2 separate regions of the Rattus norvegicus genome follow, and region 2 is linked to region 1. Evidence: chromatin contacts called from public Hi-C data. All regions are on one chromosome and are shown on one strand. Each heading gives the region's core, a stretch centred on a gene start, on an enhancer-like site or on the middle of the called end of the contact. The rest is flanking DNA. Distances are from core to core; before and after follow the strand shown. Region 1 holds the start of Mthfd1 (methylenetetrahydrofolate dehydrogenase, cyclohydrolase and formyltetrahydrofolate synthetase 1). Region 2 has its middle 15 kb from the start of Zbtb25.

What was found. Hi-C and Micro-C count contacts between places; a contact is called where the count stands out from the background.
Region 2: a contact with region 1 is called in a Hi-C map of liver, with 3 times the contacts expected there. The contact joins the enhancer-like site here to the promoter of Mthfd1 in region 1. A contact is called at or near these places in 7 of 12 Hi-C or Micro-C datasets (the A7r5 cell line, frontal cortex, kidney and 3 more).

What each region holds. Positions count from the first base shown.
Region 1 is chr6:100,711,544-100,715,784 of GRCr8, forward strand. It overlaps Mthfd1 (methylenetetrahydrofolate dehydrogenase, cyclohydrolase and formyltetrahydrofolate synthetase 1), which reads left to right and starts at 1,967. Exons shown (of 28, transcript NM_022508.2): 1 at 1,967-2,314. The coding sequence starts at 2,274.
Region 2 is chr6:100,802,467-100,806,300 of GRCr8, forward strand. No RefSeq gene overlaps it. Among named protein-coding and RNA genes, the nearest start is that of Zbtb25, 15 kb to the right of the region's middle. Within about 2 kb of position 1,280, at least 1 of the 93 cell types and tissues checked has an H3K27ac peak or open chromatin away from gene starts, as enhancers often do. A contact at or near this core is called in liver, where this site is marked.

The DNA.
Region 1 (4,241 bases), core at 717-3,216:
AATTGTATGTTAACGGATAAAGAATATAACAATTGCTGTTATCTAAACCAAGGTGCATAAGTTGTAAAAATACATAATCAATTGCCTGTTATGCCCTAATTAACTACATGTAGCTGACCTGCTTTGTCCCCTTATCACTCTGAGCTCCACACCCAGTGTCTAGGAGAATGAATTAAGGACCTTGAAGCCAGGTGCCATGGATATGGTCCAGTCTCCAACAGATACTCCCTTGCTTAACCCAAAGTGTCAAACAAAATACAATCGGATAACACTGCAGCGCACCCCAGTTCATCCCTCACTTTATGTTCCCAACCTTTTAAAATGTCGTACAATCTCCTTTCTGGGACATGTTTCAGGTCCCGACCTGGCTGCCTCCCTGAGCTTTCAGAGAATAAAGCTTTCATTTTTTTTTCTTTTTTCTTTTTTCTTTTTTTTCCGGAGCTGGGGACCAAACCCAGGGCCTTGTGCTCACTAAACAAGCGCTCTACCGCTGAGCTAAATCCCCAACCCCAAGCTTTCATTTTTAAGCTTCTGTGTCTCAAATAAGTTTTCTATGCTTCTACCACAAACCCAACAGTAAGAATCCAGTCCAGTAACAGCAGCAGAAAAAGCAAAGCCAATTTCTTTGCCTTCCTCTACCACCAGGCTCCCAAGGACATGGCGAAACTCATTTCTGTACAGGGTGAATGGGGAGGGGTGTCAGCCTTGCTGGCATCTAATTATTACCGGAGTGGTCTCTGCTTCAATACTGATCTGCTGAGAGGAAAGGATCCCTGGCTCTGAGTTCTGCTCCTTCCACACTGATGGAGCCCCATGCTGCTGCTCTGAGACCCCTCTCAGCTGCTGGGCTGAGCCTGCCTATGGGTTTCAACCCAGGGAGGATAACAGGTTCGATTTTAGTTATGGAAGGCTGAGTTATGGTTAAGTCATAACGAACTTGTCTCTATGCCAAGGCTGTGGATTGATCCTCCCTACTGTTACTAGAATTGAGAGTAAGACCCTGGGCTCTGACAATCCAATAAACCAGGTTAGACACCATTCTTTTTTTTTTTCCGGAGCTGGGGACCGAACCCAGGGCCTTGCGCATGCTAGGCAAGCGCTCTACCACTGAGCTAAATCCCCAACCCCTAGACACCATTCTTAATAAGCCCATTAAACAAGTAATGGTAAGAAATAGAAAAAGGAGATTTATTCAATACGGGAATACATTGGGAAGAGGGACAAAGAGAAGTTGTCTTCTGGGTCCAATATAAGGTTAAGGTTTAAGTAGAGAGTTAGAGTTAAACAGAGCTGAACAGTGAAGGTCGAGGTGTGGTCCCGTCCATCACTGTCAAGGCATCAGTCCTGCAAGGTGATCTCTGAAATCTTTTTCTGGGAAGCATCCAATTCCTTGGTGTGCTTTCTCCGCAGATGGTTAACCAGAAGGACACAATTGTCTCATTAAGATATCCTCACTCTTGCTAAGAGGGTTACAGATAGGCAAAGTTATCCCGGGTGCCCCCCACCACACTCTGAAAGCTTGGGGTTATGACAACGTGGAAAGTCGCATCACCCGCTCCAGGTCAGTGCCCGTAATTAGCCTAAGGCCTCCAAGCTCCTGCCTGAAGAAGTCAGGACGAGCCATAAATAAATAAATAAATAAATAAATAAATAAATAAATAAATAAATAAATAAATAAATAAATAAATAAATAAGAGAGAGAGAAGAGAGAGAGAGAGAGAGAGAGAGAGAGAGAGAGAGAGAGAGAGAAAGAAAGAGAGAAAGAAAGAAAGAGAAAGAAAGAAAGGACAAAGCCGCGACACAGGCTCTGCAGGAGACTGTCACTGCAACCTAGGTCAGGGGAACTGGTTCAGACAGGCCCATTCCTGCCGGGGTTCTGCTCAGACTCCGCCTAGACCCCGCCCCACCGCGCCCCCTATACACTATCTTTGATTGGCTAAAAGCGACGCGGGAAGCTCCCAGGTCATCAGAGGCAAGCTCCACACAGGCTCTTTCCACAGCCAGTCACAGCCGCCAACCAGTCTTTGGTGACAGTCTTCTTGCTGCCAGGGCCCACCGGCTCCCTCAGACTCTCCTGCCTCCGCTGTCAGCGGGTCACGACGTCATTCCGGTCGCCTGCGCACCTTCGCTGCTGGGAGCGCGACGCAGGCGCATTGACTGAGTTTCCCCGGGAGATCCCTGAGCACGTGGGTTGTGCTGTCCCGTACGCGCGCGGAGGGACTGGAACCTGAATTTTGCTGGTGTTCTTCGTGGGTAGCAGACTAGCAAGGGCCATGGCACCAGCGGGAATCCTGAACGGGAAAGTGGTCTCCGCGTAAGTACTTGCCACTGCTGATAGTGGTGGTGGGCTTAGAGCTGGGCGTGCGGATCCCCAAGCACCCGGGCTCTGCAGGAGAGGTGCTTAGATGGGCTTTGTGGGAAGAGAGGACATTGACACGGCCCCTAGAATCTGAAGACTGGTTTCCTGAAGCCTGAGAAACATGCCGGCCCAATGTGCAATTGCAATAGACTGCCTGGGGTGGCTGCATTCCTATGTTTTGGCGGCAAGTCCTGACCTGATCTTGCTCTCAAAAGTGTAGCTGCTGGCATCATCCTGCTTAGACATGGGCTGCCTGTGAAGTCCAAACTCAGAAAGCCAGCATAGCCGCTTGTCTTGCAATTTGGTGGTGATTCGATTGTGGCAAGATTTGACCCGGGTTTGTTTGTCTTCTGACACAGGGTCTCTTCACGGAGCCCTGACTGTCCTGGAACTCACTCTGTAGATCATGCTGGCCTTGAACTCATTGAGATCCCCTCCGGTCTCTTCCTCTGGAGTGCTAGGATTAAAGGCGTGCACCACCACACCTGGACTAGAGGATTTCCTCTAATTCAATGAATTCCTTGTTAACACCAAATACTATCTTTTACTTTCTCTTTCTTCCTTCCGGTCCGTGCTTCACTTCTAAGGTATCACACATGCAAGGCAAGCGCTGTACTACAACACCAGCCCTCTCATGCTCTACCCTATAACAGCCCCCTATCTGTCCTGGCACTAAAGTTATTTATTAGTTTGGCTTCTCTGTGCTGACAATTTCATATTCCATTTGACCACCTCTTCTGGCCCTGCAGATTTAAATGCTTAACTAGAGGAAATGTTTGCCAAGCGTCCTCCCAGAGAGTAGTAACACCCTTTTGCTTTTTTGGGAGAGAGTGCTGGGAATTGAGCCGTAAGTGTGCTTAACCTCTGGGCTAGTTCCTTGCTTTTTGTTTAGGGAATGAGTGTTGGGGACTGCTGAGGAGAGAAAGGTGTGAACTGAAGGTTGCTTTTACATTAGGTATCACTGGGTATTTATTAACTGCTGTGGCTAACAGTAATTGTCCAGTAAATACTTGACTTTTTCAGAAGAAGCATTGAGGAGAATGATAGTGAAGCCTACCTCAGGGTAAAGTGATCCTTTGTTGAAGACTGGGAAAAAAAGAGGAGAAATATAAATTAAGTAGTGAATCTTGTACTAAGGCAAGGAAGAACTCCAGATTTTTGGACTAGAAATCGTAATACATCTGTGTGCTTTTTTTCTTCTTTTCTTTTGTTAAGACAAGGTCTTAGGTAACCCAGGCTTGCCTCAAACTCAAATGTATCTGAGTTTGGCTTTGAACTACTGACTCAGTGCTTACTCCTTCCAAAGGATGACCTCACAGGTCTATACCACTACTCAGGCTTTTGTTTGTTTTTCAAGACAGCGTTTCTCGAGTAGCCCTGGCTGTCCTAGAACTCACCCTGTAGACCAGGCTGGCCTCAAAGAGATCTACCTGCCTCTGCCTCTGCCTCCTGAGTGCTGGGATTAAAGACATATCACCATGTCTGCTTTTTTTTTTTCTTCTTCTTCTTCTTTCTTAAGCCTTAATGTGGGGGCTGGAGAGGTGTCTCAGGGATTATGAAAGCACATTTTGTACTTCCAGATATAACTCAGTTCTTAGCACTCTCTTTAGACCATTCACAACTGCCTGTAACTCCAGCTCCAAGGGAAAGATTCCTTCTGGGTACCCATGTACAGGCATAGCATGCACTTAAAAACACACACACAAATTATAATGTTTTTTAAAAACTTACTGTGTATATTTAAGATTGGCCACAAATTATGGGATGCATATATGTAGTAACAATGTATACGGTTACTAAAGTAAAGTAACCGCATGCATGGGTAGTTACTTCTTATAAGGCTTGCTAAAATGAACTAAGTTTCTTTGCACAATCCTGGATA
Region 2 (3,834 bases), core at 30-2,529, 90 kb after region 1:
CTATTTTCCTTTGCCAAAGGAGTTCTTCGTCCTCTTTTCTTCCCTCTCTCCTTCCCCCTCCTCTCCCTTTTCTTCTGTTTTCTTCTGGGTCTCTTTATGTAGCCCTGGCTGTCTTGGAATTTACTCCTTAAACCAGGCTGGCCTCGAAACTCATAAATCCTCCTGCCTCTGCTTCCCAAGTGCTGGGATTAAAGGTGTGTGACACTAGGCCTGGGCTGTTTAGGAGCTTTTAAATCTCATGCCTCCCAACCTATCAACTCTTGGTTGTGTTTTCTAGGGGTACCACCATACTAGTATGTACATGAACATCAACATGCCACACAGATACTTCCGCATCCGTGCATATTACAGACTTCACAAGAGCCTAGGTGTCCATCAATTTAAAAACAATGTGGCATGCATACGCAACAAAGTTTCATTTGGTCATAAGAAATGAGTCATTTACTATAAAAAATGGATGTAACTGGAGATTATACTAAGAAAATTAAGAAGGATGCAGAAAGAAAATGCACGCTTTTGTTCACTCCTACCTCATGCATATATACATATGATAAAGGAAAGAAGGGAGAGCTGGGCGTGCTGGCACATGCCTTTAATGTCAGCATGTAGGAGGCAGGGGTATAAAGATCTTGGTGAGTTTGAAATCAGCCTGGTCCACATAGTTCCAGAATAGCCAGAGCAACGTAACTGAGAGACCCTGTCTCAAAAACAAACAAAACCAAAAGCTAAAACAACAAAGAATTAAGAGGGAGACTGGGGGAGCCATGTGAGGGAGGGAAGGGACTAAGGAAGTGGGAGGGGCTGGCTATGGTTAAAGCACAGGACGAACTTGAAATTGACTTTCTGAAACCCAACACTGAGTGCAGTGAATATACATCAATAAAAGAATGGGGGGGGGGGGGGACACCAAGCAATGTATGATTTTTTTTTTTTTTTTTTTGGTTCTTTTTTTCGGAGCTGGGGACCGAACCCAGGGCCTTGCGCTTCCTAGGCAAGCACTCTACCACTGAGCTAAATCCCCAACCCCAATGTATGATTTTCTTAAATGTCTCCATTTAGCTCTTGTCCAGGGAAAACATTAACTGAGTCTGATATTTGATTAGGAGGGTCAATGTCATTGGAGTAAAATCCCATGACCTTATCTTAATGACTTTGCAAAAATCCTCAGACTTGTTCAATAGTACAACCATAAGTGTGCTGTTCTCTCTGATGCACTTCTCCTAAGTCAGATGCACAGAGGGGAGGTCAAGACGCTGTTACCTAACACTGAACTGACTGCAAGGTAAGGAAAATCCAATGGCAGCTCATCAAATACAAAAGGAGCTGAAGAGAAAGGTCATAACAGGATAGAACACACATTCTTATGGTGCACTGGCGCCCTCTTTTGGCCAGATTAAAATGCACACAAATAATAAACTACGATCATATTTTTCTTTTACCACACTTCAGAGATACAATTGATTCAATATTATTAATAGATTTAAAGTTGTCTTGACCTGAAAATGGTAGCACGCATCTATTATCCCATAACTTGGGAGGCTGAGGTAAAAAGAGTGAGTTTGGGGCTGGCGAGATGGCTCAGCAGTTAAGAGCACTGACTGCTCTTCCAGAGGTCCTGAGTTCAATTCCCAGCAAACACACGGCAGCTCAATCATCTGTAATGGGATCTGGTGCCTCTTCTGGTGTGTCTGAAGACAGCTACAGTGTACACACATACATAAAATAAATAAACCTTTAAAAAGAAAAAAAGAGACAAAAAAAAGTGAGTTTGAGGCTAGCCTGAGCTGTTTTTAAAGGATGTTAAATTTTAAGTGGTCTGTTGATGAACAGATCTGACTTTATTTGTGTCTGTACTTGTTAGTGTGCACATGGGTCTTTCCTCCAGTTCTCCATCTTTACACTTTGAGACAAGGTTTCTCACTGACTCAGTGAACTTCAGGAATCCACCTGTTTTCACCACACACACTGTGGTTTCAGGCATGTGCAACAGCACCTGCTTTATGTGGGCCCTGATGCTTGTGTAAGTGGCATGTTACCTACCAAGCCATTTCTGCAGCTCTGACTTCAAATAATCCAATTTAAGATTTCTAAATGGATAATATCGATAGGACTTTGGACAAAGACATCATAGACTCCATTAGATCAATATTAACTCCCAACTGACTAGATAGAAATCCCAAAGCACTATCACAAGATTTAAAGGGTTTTTGACCAGACTACAACCTCAACTCTACCGACACCTTGAGCGGGCCGCTGGGTGGGATAAGATGGGAGATACTTTTATTGTGGCATGCTTACCAACCTCTATGGTCCCCACTCACTAGATGCCAGTAGCAACTTTATCATGCCCTCCTCCCAGGCAGAATTTCCCCAAATATCTCCACATTATCGATTACCCACATGGTGAAGATAGTTTTTACTGTCAAATTTGTGTTGACTGAGTTATGGGATGTAATTTTATGTATACATTATCTTGCAGGATGAAACTCAAGGCCTTGCGTGTGCCAAGCAAGCAGTCTGAGCTCCATTCCCATCCCCCAATCATGAAGGTGCTTTTTGAGACAAGGTCTTCTTGCTCAGACTGGTTTTGATGATCTTCCCACTTCAGTTAACTCACTGAAACTCAGTATGTTAGGCATCACGTCTGGCTTTGGTGGTCATTATTTGGAGATCAAGTAGCATTAGTAGAGTGGGTAAAAGAGACTGCTTTCATTTAGTCAGCTGAAGGCCTGAACAGAAAGCTTTCTCCTGCCTGAGAGAGTCATTTTTCCTAACTTTGGGGAAAAAAGCACGCATCCGATCTCTCTGGGTCTGCCAGCTTTTGGACTGGAATTGGTCTCAGTAGCTCTTCTGGTTAGGTCTGTTTTGGACTTACAATACAATTACACCACTTAGTTCCAGCCACTCAGCTTGCAGAGTGTAGCTCTTCATAATTCTGTCTCTATAAAGGCATGAATCAAGGTCCTATTCACTTTTTGTTTTTGGAGATGGGGTCTTACTATAAAGCCTCAACTGGCTTGGCACTAAGGAGACCTGGCTTATCTCGAACTCAGAGTTGTTCTTGTCATTACCTCTAAGTGTTTGGATTACAAGTGTGAACCACCTCACCAGCCATATGTCAGTGTAACGTATCTACTTGCCTATTTCTTCCTCTTATTATTTTTCTCTGAATATCCTAATATACCCTGATTAAGAACCACCATTGTAGACTATGTTGCTGGGAGCAGAAGAATTGAGTATAAGCAGAAGGTAAAGGCAAACAAGAACCCTCTAAGAGGGCTGAAGAGATGGCTCAGTGGTTAAGAGCACTGACTGCTCTTCCAGAGGTCCTGAGTTCAATTCCCAGCAACCACATGGTGGCTCACAACCATCTGTAATGGGATCTGATACCCTCTTCTGGTGTGTCTGAAGACAGCTACGGTGTACTTATATATAAGTAAATCTTAAAAAAAAAAAACAAAAAAAAAAAACCCAAAAAGCCCTCTGAGAAATGACTAGAACTTTCTTTCCAGGTGAACCTCTCTAGATTAGGACAGCATTTTCCTTTTGCCACAGGTTGTGGTTGGTAAGAATTGAGTCCATTCATACCTTTTGCATTGCACCCAATGCTAGAGCGGCTGGAGAGATGGCTTAGTGGTTAAGAGCACCCCCTGGTCTTACAGAGGAACCAAATTCAGTTTCCAGCACATACATAGTGGCTCATCTCTATTTCTAGGTCAGATACCCTCTTTTGGCCTCCATTGGCCCCGGGAACCCATATGGTACAAATACATATGTACAGAAAAAATACAGATATTAAAAAAATTTGAAGTTACTCAGAGAGGCTACTTACCT